Regions from separate parts of the Callithrix jacchus genome. Here region 2 is linked to region 1. Evidence: chromatin contacts called from public Hi-C data. All regions are on one chromosome and are shown on one strand. The core of a region is the stretch at or near the end of the contact, and the rest is flanking DNA. Distances in the headings are between cores, read along the strand shown.

Region 1 (6,244 bases), core at 118-2,617:
GCCCCAGCATTGGAACACTGACTCGTGTCTCCCGGAGCTGCCCCTGTTGCATATAGTGCATGCTAAAGATAAACCGCTGACGAGGGCTGTCCCCCGTCATTGGCCCAGAAGTTCCCCGGAAGGGGCATAGGATCCCAGGCCGTGACTGCTGAGGCCTGAGTGGTGGGGGATGGAGTGGACGTGGTGGGGGCTGGTGGTGGTGGATGAAGAGGAGGCCTGGTCTCTGCAGTGTGTGTGGTGCTGTAGCCTACCAGGAAGCGGGTCGTGTAGTGGGCATCCGTGTGCCCAGCCCCCAGCCCATGTGATAAGGAGCCGGCCCCACAGCCTGCAGTCTGAAAGGGAGCGTCTCCATCTCAGATGGGAACCTTTTCCCCAAATGTGCTCTTGTACGGTGAGGAGAATGGCCAGCACTGTGCTGAGCTGCTCAGAGATGATACCTCCAGGCACCAGCTACCTGGACACGGGGCTGGTTTTATTTCCTGAACGGACCAGCCAGAGGAGCTGCAGCAGACTCCCACCTAGCCTGTGGCTGCTGTGTGGGCGTTCAGAGTCTCCCCACAGAGGCCACCTCCCCAGGGTGTTCACAATCTCCCCACAGAGGCCATCTCCCCAGCTCGCGGCCTCTCCTCTGTGTGGCCTGACCCGTGAGCCATCTCCCCCTCGTGGCCTCTCCCTCAAAGCCTCTCCCTCGTGTGGCCTTCCCCGTGTGGCCTCTCCCCCATGTAGCCTCTTCCCGTGGCCTCCCCTGTGTGGCCTCTCCCCCATGTAGCCTCTCCCCGTGTGGCCTCCCCCGTGTGGCCTCTCCCTCTTGTGGCCTCTCCCCCATGTAGCCTCTTCCCGTGGCCTCCCCTGTGTGGCCTCTCCCCCATGTAGCCTCTCCCCTGTATGGCATTGCCCATGGGTTCTCATCATTGTGTGGAGCCTGGCTTACTGTGGGTGAGGAGCAGGGGGAGGCTTCGCCTTTGGGTCCTGGCATCCACAGTCCACAGCGGGCAGCCTTGCCCCCTCCCTGTCCCTACCCCAGGGATGTTGCCGCTCCTTTGTCCCTTCCTCTGTCACCTGCCCTCTAGGACCTGCATGGCTGCAGTCCCACCAGCTGCCTCTGGGGGGTGCCCGTGGCCCTGGAATGGGCTTGGGGGAGACTGGGCCGCTGGGCCACTCCAGGCCACTTGCTCCATTGTGTCCTCGCTGCCCACCTGACCCAGGATTCCTGTGGGCGAGGGCGTCGTTCTTGCCCCGAGTGAAGCCTCTGCAGGTGCTTCAGGGGCTGGCGCCCACCTCTACCTGTGTGCCTCGACCTGGAGTGGACTCCACAGCCATGGCCCTCCTGGCACTGTTCCTCTCCTGTGTCCCGGCGGGTGTGCAGTGGGGACAGGCACCCTGGGGTCCTTGGAGGCTCAGCCCTCACCCCTGGAACTCTGCTGTGGCCCGTGTCCATTCAGGGCTCATCCCAAAGCCTGGCCAGGTGGGAGGGGGCTCCACATAGGAGCCTCTCCTAGCCCCTTCCCCTCCACGGCATGGGGCACTTCCTCCCCATGGAGTCTCAGGCTTGTGGACCCTGCCCAGCTACCCAGGCCCCAGAGGGCACCTCTGACCCTTCTCTTTGGGGTCTGCCCTGGGGGCTCCAGGCCGCTCGTTCCACCGCATCCCGCTCCTGGAGCCTCCAAGCACCTCAGTTCCGACTGTGGGGAAAACAGAATCCTAGGAAGAAACCTCACAGCTGTTGGGGGAGGGGGCGGCGGGGAGCGCCAGCTGCCCCACAGGACCATTGGGTGAAGGCAGAGCCTGGGAGGAAAGTCAGAGCCTCGCATCAGCCCCATCCTGTTCGGGCTGGTGTCCCTGGTGAGCAGCCACCTGCCACCCCCCGGAAAGGGATCTGGAGCAGCAGCCTCAAGCCTCATAGCCCCGCTCAGCTCCTAGAAGCCCCTGGGTGATGATGCGAAGGGGAAGGGAAGGGGGCTGGAGGAGGGAAGTGAGAAGAGTGTGCCCGGGGCCTGAGGGCTGGTCTGGAGGCGTGTTGGGGCGAGGTGGTGCTGGCCGTGCTCCTGTCTGAGATGGGCAGAGGGAAGGCGCCCAGGACTGCGCTCGAGTCCCCAGGCCGGTGAGTCCCTCATTGCTCTGGGCTTCCTCACCTGCACAGAGGGTGGGGCCTGTGCTCTCCGGAGGCCACACGGGGTGTCCCTGAGGCACTGAGTCTGGCTTATTTCTGAAAACCAAGGAGCAGGAGGACATTGATAACTGCCTCCCTCTGTTCTCTTTCCCAGGGGTGCGGCTCATCCATCCCGTGGTTTCAGATTCGCCTGGCGTGTTGTTGCAAGACTGCCTGGCACTCAGCTTGCCCGGTGCTGCCTGGCCCGGCAGCCTTTTCCCAGATCTCACAAGGGAAGCACAGATGGGAAAACTCCATCAGCAGGGCGTCGCCCCCAAGGGCTGCCTCCGCTCCATGCCACGCTGGGTCCCTTGGCGGTTACGTGGGTCCTGGGAGGGAGCCTATGACTCTTCCTGGGTTTGCAGCGATGGGGATGGGGTGTGGCGCCAGCCTGGCCTCATGGGTTTGCAGTGCTGTGGATCCCTCTGGCTTCCTGACCTCGATTCCTTTTGACATACAAGCCTGCATGGCATGAATTCCCGGGATGACTGGCCGGGCGGGCTCTCTGCGCCCCTGGCAGCGCTGCCCATGACCGCTCTGTGAAGCCACTCTCCTTCCTTCCTGGCGCTCCTCCCTCCCTCCTTTCTTCTCTCTTTTCCTACCTAAATGTTTATCCAGTCCCTCCTGCATTAAATATCCGTGCTGGGCAACAGATCACCATGAACTTGGTGACTGCGCCACCACTGCCTGTCCGCGCCCAGCTGTAGACGAGGGTCTGGGAGGCACCAAAAGCTCCCAGGCTGAAGCGGGTGCTGGGCTGCAGGCACTGGAGGTGGGGCCTCTCCCACACTCCCTGGCCATCAGCTGGTGAGTTCTTTTTTCTTCTGCGTCTTCTTGAGGATGAAGTCTTGGCAGTAGGCCTCCCGTTTCTCTCACGGGCTATTCCTGGGGTTCCCTCAGCTCCTGGAGGTTCCCACAGTCCCCTTCCCCAAGGCCCCCTATCCCCACCCTGTGCTTCTTCAGTGCCAGCAGGAGAAATTCTCCCTCATCAGCTTCTTCGGAGAAGGACTCACCTGGTCAGGTCAGGCCCACACGGGGCCTCCGATACGCAGCGACCTTTCTCCAGTTAAATTCTGAGCTATTCTTTTACCCCTAGAAGGGCGTCTTCTATAGAATAGAGTAAAACTGTTATGAGATTGTTAGAACAAGCTCTTGCAGGCACCTGCACTTGGCAGAAGAGTCGATCGAATTCCATCTAGATGGGACTTCACTGAAGGGGCCTCAGTTTCCCGTCTGCTTTGCAGTCAAGACAGTTCTTTCCAGAGGGAGTGGGTTCAGCTTGACCCTGTTCTCAGCCCAGGTTCCCAGCGGCTATGTGCCAACATTTGGTGGGGGATGGGGAGGTGCAGTCCCAGGGAAGTGAGGAGGGTGTGGGGAGAAGGGGAGGGAGGGCAGGCTCACGCTGTGTGGTCCTGAGAGGACTGGAGCGCCACGGGGAGCCGCTGCATCCTGGAAGAGTTGAGCGTGGCTGCCTGAGCCCCGGCCATGGTTCTGCGACATCCAGTGTGAATTTGCCAGGTGTTCTGAGAAGGGGACGCTGGCAGGGACATGGGCCGTTCCCGAGCTGGCCTTCCTGCGTGGGCCCAGATGCCGGCGCAGGTCACACTTCCCCTAGTGCTGTCCACACCAGGGCAGCAGAAGCCCCATGCCTGGTCCCGGGGACACAGCTCTGAATCAACCTCTCACAGGCACATCAAATTGAACCCGACCAGCATCTGTGTCCTGGCAGCAGATGCTGGGAGGAGAGTGTCTGGGGCTCTGTTCAGGGAGGCAGGGCTGTCGCTGGGGGAGTTATGAACAGGGAGGAGCTTGCTGAACAGACTGGAGCAGCACGGGGGGCAGAGCGGGCCCAAGAACCACATCCTCCTCCTGCTTCGGGATCCGGGCCAACTCTCCCGGCCTCTCTGGGCCTTGGTTTCCTCCTCTGTAAGTGCGTGGAGGTCAAGATGACCGCTAATACCTGCCCGGATCCGGGGTCCCACCCCTGGGGCCTTTGCAGCCTGGCTGGCAGTACTGTGGTATGGGGGCCACCTGCAGGGTCTGCACCCCACCACATGGACTGAATTCTTTTTTTTTTCTTTCGTTTTTTCTTGGTGTGAATTCTAGTTAGGCAAAGCCTGTGTTTCCCACACGGGCCCAGCTCCTGCCGCCCGGAAAGATGAGGACCTGAACTTTCATCCGTCAGCATGTCCTGTGCGCACGAAGGTTTCACTGTCTTAAAAACACCACCCCAGCGAGGATCGGTGCTTTTAAACGTCTCCTGCTATCTGCAGCAGTTGAGTAGAACCCCCCAAATTAGACCTGATTTGGAGTAAGGGTCTTTGCCGGTGTAACTAGTTGAGGGTCTTGTGATCATCCCGGATTTAGGGTGGGTCTTAAATCCAGTGACCGGCGTCCTCATGAGAAAAGGAGAGGCCACGGAGAAGGCCACGGGACGGCGGAGGCAGCGGTTGGGTTGGCAGCCACAGCCGAGGGACCCTGCAGTCACCCGAAGCGGGAGGGATAGGAAAGGTCCTCCCTGGAGCCTTCGGAGGGAGCGGGGCTCTGTCCACACCTTGCTTCAGCCTTCTGGCCGCCAGAACTTCGAGGGAATCCTTTTCTGTTGCTTCAAGCCACCAAGTGTGTGTAATTCACCACAGCGGCCGCAGGCAATCAGGCATCATTCCTCTCTTTTTTTTTGAAACAGAGTCTCACACTGTCACCCAGGCTGGAGATCTTGGCTCACTGCAATTTCTGCCTTCCAGGTTCAAGTGATTCTCCTACCACAGCCTCCCAAGTAGCTGGGACTACAGGCACACACCACCCGGCTAATTTTGTATTTTTAGTAGAGATGGGGTTTCTCCATGTTGGTCAGGCTGGTCTCGATCTCCTGACCTCAAGTGATCCACCTGCCTCAACCTCCCAAAGTGCTGGGATTACAGGTGTGAGCCACCTTGACCGGCCAGTCACTGCTACTGGGGAGGCTGTGGCACGAGAATTGCTCGAACCTGGGAGGGGGAGGTTGCGGGGAGCTGAGATTGCTCCATTGCACTCCAGCCTGGGCAACAAGAGCAAAACTCCATCTCAAAAAAAAAAAGTGACCAACACATTTTATGAGATAATGTAATCTTAACACCAAACAAACAAGGACATTACCAGAAAGGATAATTACTGGCCAATCTTTATTAGCAAAATTCATCAAGCAATGGATTTTATCCCAGGCACTCAGGTTTATAAACATTACAACAGGTGCCCCGATGATCCACCTGTTCCCACTCTCACCAGTTAAAGGGGAAAAGGCGAGCGCCTGTCTCAGCTGCTTCACGGCTGATATTCAGTCAAATTCAACACAGCCATGGCCTCCAAAAATCTACAGAAAACACTTGCTCGGTAGCAAAAAATGTTACAAGAATTAATTTTTTTAAGAATTCGGGTCTTGCTGTATTGCCCAGGCTGCACTCGAAGTCCTGAGCGAAAATGATCCTCTTGCCTCAGCTTCCAAGTAGCTGGGATGACAGGTGTGAGCCCTCGTTCCCAGCTCAGGGCTTCTGGAAAGTTAGGAGCAAGCCCAGGCCTTCCCCTCTGGATGCGGCTGAGCTGGGGGAGAGGAAAAGGGATGAAACGGGAAAAAGCTGCTGCAGAGGAAACGCCTCCGTCCCATCCACGCGGACCTGTGAGCCGCCACGCCTGGAAATTGTGTTTTTGTTTTTCCAGCCCCACGCCCCTCCCTCCTCTCAGTCTCTGAGAAATGCTCACTTTTAAAACAGACGCTACTTTTTACTTTTGCCTTAACCATCCATTCATCTGCTGCTCTCTGAACAGTGAGTGTCTGCCCGGCTCTTGCCGGGTGTTGGGGACGCCCCTGGAGCTTCCCTGCCCCCAGCAACAGGAGACGGGAGGGGAGGGGCTGCGGGCCGATAGAGGAGGTAGTGGTGCCTGAGGTGGGAGAGTGGCCGAATGGGCAAGGGAGCCATGTTGGCTGGGGACTGTGGGGTGGGAGGGGGCTGACCATGGGTGCAACCTGGGCAGACGTGACCAGGGCAGAGCAAGGACACCATGGCCACGGAGCTGGCACTGGGCCAGGGCAGCCTGGATGCTGAGAGCAGAGGGGCCCAT
Region 2 (5,745 bases), core at 1,863-4,362, 100 kb after region 1:
TGGGCCTGCTGCGTCCTGGCAGGGCTGACGTGGTGCCTGCTTCCCTGTGCCCTGGGAAGCTGAGCCAGCTGGATGCGGCTCTTGGATGCAGCAGAAACAGGGAATAACCACTCGGCTCGCCGGAAGCCATGGTCCTTGCTGGACATGGAAGGCTCCCGTGCAATAAGAAGGGATGATTTCAGGCAGGCCAAGGGCGTGGTGGTTTAAACTCCAGCCACAGCCATCCTCTTCACCGGGCTTCCAGGAGGACCACTGCCCTGAGTTTGACACCATCACTGTTTAGAAAGTACCTGCTGAGAATCACTGACACAGCGTTAAGGAACACACACACACACACACACACTCACAGACACACACTCACAGACACACACACTCACTCTCACAGACACACACACTCACTCTCACAGACACACACACACTCACACACTCACAGACACACTCACAGACACACACACTCACACTCACTCTCACAGACACACACAGACACACACACTCTCAGACATACACACACTCACACACACTCTCAGACACACACACTCTCACACACACACACTCACAGACACACACTCACAGACACACACACTCACTCTCACAGACACACACACACACTCACAGTCATACTCTCATAGACACACACTCACAGACACACACACTCTCACACACTCACAGACACACACACTCACTCTCACAGACACACACACACTCACACACTCACAGACACACTCACAGACACACACACTCACACTCACTCTCACAGACACACACAGACACACACACTCTCAGACATACACACACTCACACACACTCTCAGACACACACACTCTCACACACTCACACACACTCACAGACACACACTCACAGACACACACACTCACTCTCACAGACACACACACACTCACAGACATACTCTCATAGACACACACTCACAGACACACACACTCTCACACACTCACAGACACACACACTCACTCTCACAGACACACACACACACACTCACAGACACACTCACAGACACACACACTCACACTCACTCTCACAGACACACACAGACACACACACTCTCAGACATACACACACTCACACACACTCTCAGACACACACACTCTCACACACTCACACACACTCACAGACACACAAACACTCACAGACACACACACTCACAGGCACACACAGACACACACACACTCTCACAGGCACACACACACTCTCAGGCACACACAGACACACACACACACACTCTCACAGACATACATACACATGATCCCTGTCATTCTGGGAAGCAGCCGAGTTCTGTTTCCCGACCCCCCTCACCCCAAGGGAGGAAGTGAGTGAGGGCACAGGGCCCCTCTCTGAGGCCAGGCAGTGGCCCTCCCCAACCTCCCCTTCCACTTTCTGGTGCCCCAGCAGGTCCCTGGTCAGTCCCTGGGAGCACTCAGGCTGCAGTGAGAGTTCATGGAGAGACAGGTGGACTGGGCACGCAGTGTGTGCCGAAGACACTGAAAACCCCCACCAATGGCAGTTCCCTCTCAGGTCCTTGGCTTCTAGACCTTTCTCTTCCCTTCCTCCCTGGGATCATCCTCCTGAGGGGGCTCTGCCTGTAGGGAGAGGTGGGGACTGAGGCTTCCTGTGCTTGTGACAGGCCGTCCGGCCCGGGGCGTCCGTGCTAAGAACATGCGTGTTAGTCCACGTGTGCACGTGCTAAGAACATGTGTGTTAGTCCACGTGTGCACGCGCTTGCTCCCAGCATCCCTCGGGGCCAGTGTTTGATCAGCCGTCTCCCAGGCAGCTATGTGGCCTTATCCAGTAACTTCAGCAATCAGGTAAACACAGCAGGTGTCACCAAGCCTGTCCCTATTGCGGGGCATTCAGGTTATCTCTGTGTTTCTTTTTATTTTGAAACAGACTCGGAGGCCAGGTGTGGCTCACACCTGTAATCCCAGCACTTTTGGAGGCCGAGGCAGGTGGATCACCTGGGGTCAGGAGTTCGAGACCAGCCTGGCCAACCTGGTGAAATCCTGTGTCTACTTAAAATACAAAACTTAGCTAGGTGTGATGGTGCACGCTTGTAATTCCAGCTACCCAGGAGGCTAAGGCAGGAGAATTGCTTGACTTGGGAGGCAGAGGTTGTAGTGAGCTGAGATTGTGCCACTGCATTCTAGCCTGGGCAACAGAGTGAGACTCTGTCTCAAAAAAATAAAATTAAAAAAAAGAAAAGAAAAGAAACAGGGTCCGGCTCTGTCGCCCAAGCTGGAGTGAAGATCACAGCTCACTGCAGCCTCCACCTCCTGGGCTCAAGCGGTCCTTCCACCTTGGCCTCCCAAAGTGCTGGGATTATAGGTGTGTGCCAGCACACCGGCCTCTCTGTCTTTTTTGACTACTGTACACACTGTGGGAGGGACCATTCTGCTTACGGCGTGACAGTTTCACAGCTGACCACTTTTACTTTATCGAAATAGGGTGAGGTTCATCAAGAGGTTGTGCAGAGCAGTGTGGGCGGTGCCCTGGAGGGCCCAGCGCCTCCGCCTGGGGACAGAGGCCTCGCTTCTCCCGACCCTTAGTCTGCAGGGCTCCGTGCCACTCCCTGTGTGGTTTTAAGGTTCGACATGAGTTTCAGCGTCTTTACTTGGGACGGTTAGGAGCTGCTGCATGTGCATTTGAAGATCCGTGGTAATTGTTCCAGCAGGTTTCACGCCTGAAACTACGTCTTGTTTCGAAATCTTGCTTTTCATGTAGGAGTTTTCCTTCTGCGATGTGTTTCAAGCTGGGGCACTCATTACTGGAAATGCAACCAGATTTACTGAGGAGGGCGTGTTCGCGTGTGTTTGGCGACCTACAGATACTACACATACAGAGCTGTCTAATTTTGTTTCACAGTGAGCTGAAACGTATTCCCACGCCAATCCTTTGTGCCCTTCGGAGTTTGTGCCTCCGTCCCGCCCTAGGTGGCTCCGACAGGCTCCTCAGCCGTGCTACCCACCACCCCCACATTGTCTGCACGTGACTGTGGCTGTCTTTAGGTGGCCACACAATTCTGTCCCCGTCAGACGTGACACATTCTGAAAACCGTGCGTTCTCCTTATTCCAGTGTGAGGTGCCAGAGTGGCCATGGCCAGTCTCCTGTGACCTTCGGAAGGAGGCCCCTGCCCCCTTGGTGGGTGCCCCGTGTGGGTGGGGAGCTCTGTGTGCCCACCTTTCACTGAAGCGGGGCTTGTACGGCTGTGCGGTGGTGTAGGACGGTTCTCACGGGCTCCCGAGCGCAGGAGACGGGCCTGGCTCTGGGGCATCTGTGGCCGTGTGTGCTTTGTTTGGTTTGCTTAGTAACCCGCGCTGTGTCCCCATGTGAATTGCAAGGACACCGTGTCACCCGGTGCCTGCCATCCCCGCTTGTTCCTGGAGCCTCTGCCACATGGCCTGCACTGAACCCCAGAGTGAGTCAAAACCAGGAGCCTTCCCATGGTGGGGCTTCTATTTTTATTTGTGTCCTTATTCGTTTATTTAAAGATGTGAAGGGCATGTGGGGTTGGCAGAACAAGACGGAGCCGCCTGCTGGCCACGGCAAAGCCACCTCCCCGGGCGCTGCTGTCCTGGGCAAAGCCTGGTCCCTGCAGGACTGGACACAGCTTCCCAGAGCCCTCGGGGCCAGTGCACGTGGCAGGGTGGGGGGTACGTGCAGGGCTTGGCCTGTGGATGCTGCTCCTCCCTGGGATGGAGGGAGAAGGCGTGGCCCGAATTCCTCAGGCAGGAGGGTGGGCAGGGTGGGCAGCAGAGGCTGTGGGCCCGTGAGTGCTGGGCCTCGACCCTCCCTGTTGAGGTCCCGCCCCCATCACTGGCCTGGCTGAGCACTGAGCTAAATCCAGATAAACAGGTTGGTGAGATGGCGCGCCCAGCTGGCTCGCAGCGTCTCATTAACCTCATAAATGTCCTTCTGTCTGGGCCGCAGGCGACAGACGCGTCCTCTTGAGTGAGCGAGCGCCGATAGCCCAGTCAGGCTGGAGAGAGAGGACCTGAGTGCCTTTCCTCCTAGAACTGAGGTGCCTCGTGCTGGTGGTTCTGTGTGTGTCAGGAAGTCACAGATCCACAGAGTCTTTGAAGAAAGTGGGGAATAGTTATCAACCGCCGCTCCACGGAGAGTCTGAGGCGGAGAGGTCGGGTTTCCCCTTTGGGTGCCCTGCCCCTAGGACACGGTGGTGGGAGGTCTCAGGGCAGAGCCGCTGCGAGGTGGGGTAGGGGCTCAGATGCCAGCACCCGTGTGCCCGGTTCCCCATCCTGGGCCTGACAGTCACTTTGTGGTCCTGGGCAGGATATTTTCAGGGGCAGTGATGCTAGTGGGGAAAACTGCTGAGCACTGAGCGATCATTCGTGTAAAGCGCCTGTCATTGAGTGTGACCTCAGCGTGGCCCATGTGACCTCAGCGTGGCCCGTGTGACCTCAGTGTGGCCCGCGTGACCTCAGCGTGGCCCATGTGACCTCAGCGTGGCCCGCGTGACCTCAGCGTGGCCCGCGTGACCTCGGCGTGGCCCGCGTGACCTCGGCGTGGCCCGCGTGACCTGGCTGTGGTGTCTCAGCAGCACCACCTTTCTTCCTTTTCCTGTTCCCTCAGCCTTTCTCAGGCCTTGCGGACACCAAGCCCTGCCCGGTGAAATCAGAGGCTGCAGACCCCAACTGTGGGAGTCCGCAGTGGACAGGCCTGGGGAGACAAGGGTGGGTGGGTATTTCTGTCCAGGTGAGGAGAAGGTGGGGATGAGGTGGGGGAGGGTGCCCGCCTGGGCTGAGGGGAACAGAGGGAAGCAGGGCTTGCTGGCACATTGAGGGGGCCGCTGTAGGGGCAGCAGGAGGCAGCTCCCCAGGTGTCCCCACACCAGGCTGGCGTGCAGTCCTCAGGCTGCTGGTGACACATGCAAGGGGCCTGCTGCCCTGTCCTCTCAGGCAGGCGCCTCCTCCTTCCCGCGTGTTCCTGTTCTGCATTGCAGGTAGTTTTTAAGGGCTTTGTTTTTATGGCCCCCCTACGTGAGGTCCTGGGACGAGGGCTTTGGGGCTCTGGAGTTGGGTGAGTGGTGTCTCAGCAGCACCACGTTTCTATCTGAGGCTCATCAGGGACCCAGTGTGGGGCCCTGGGGCGGGTTTGCCGTCGCCTCTTCTCAAAGGGCCCGTGACTAGGTGGCCCAATGAACCTCCAGGCTGGTTTCCTTGTCCGGACCCAGGGTCAGGGACCCCAGACTCGGGGAGCGTCAGCGAGGGAAGCAGAGCTTTTGGAAACCGCGTCACAGTGACACCTGCGTGCAGGTCGCCCACATCCCTCGCGTCTGGTCCTAGTGGCTTCCCACTGTTGGGGGTCGTTAATCTCACCTGCAGTTTCGCTCAGTCGCTCGCATGAGAAAGGGAGTGTGGAAACTTCATGGGATTTATCTGAAGAAAGATTTTATTGACATCCTAAAAACAGGCTATTTTACGTCATGGCTCTCAGGAGGCCTCCGGGAAGTTGCGTCTGTATATTTTGTTCTTCTCTCTTAATGTTTTTGTGTAAATCATGAAGTTTTCAGGTCCAGGGAAATAATCTGGAGATACTATATTCCACGACATTTCCTTGGATGGTATGTCCAGGTGAGCTTTGCTCTTCTTAACCTTAAAAAAGGGACATGGAGGTAAACACTGAAGAGCCACGTGGAAGCAGGACGCCACGGCAGCCACGTTAGCAGATGCCCAGAGAACTGCCACGTGCCTCGGTGTTGATTGTTGTTGCCTGTT

Evidence for each region. A called contact is a pair of places that touch in the nucleus more often than the background predicts.
Region 2: a Hi-C map of induced pluripotent stem cells shows a contact between it and region 1, with 2.3 times the contacts expected there. The contact joins two enhancer-like sites. A contact is called at or near these places in 2 of 3 Hi-C or Micro-C datasets (induced pluripotent stem cells and skeletal muscle).

The regions. Positions count from the first base shown.
Region 1 is chr21:49,486,009-49,492,252 of calJac240_pri, forward strand. It overlaps the pseudogene LOC100894809. Among named protein-coding and RNA genes, the nearest start is that of RRP1, 23 kb to the left of the region's middle. Within about 2 kb of position 1,368, at least 4 of the 16 cell types and tissues checked have an H3K27ac peak or open chromatin away from gene starts, as enhancers often do. A contact at or near this core is called in skeletal muscle, where this site is marked.
Region 2 is chr21:49,586,074-49,591,818 of calJac240_pri, forward strand. The region is part of intron 1 of AGPAT3 (1-acylglycerol-3-phosphate O-acyltransferase 3); the gene reads left to right. All of the region lies in intron 4 of LOC144580655, which reads left to right. Among named protein-coding and RNA genes, the nearest start is that of AGPAT3, 65 kb to the left of the region's middle. Within about 2 kb of position 3,113, at least 8 of the 16 cell types and tissues checked have an H3K27ac peak or open chromatin away from gene starts, as enhancers often do. A contact at or near this core is called in skeletal muscle, where this site is marked.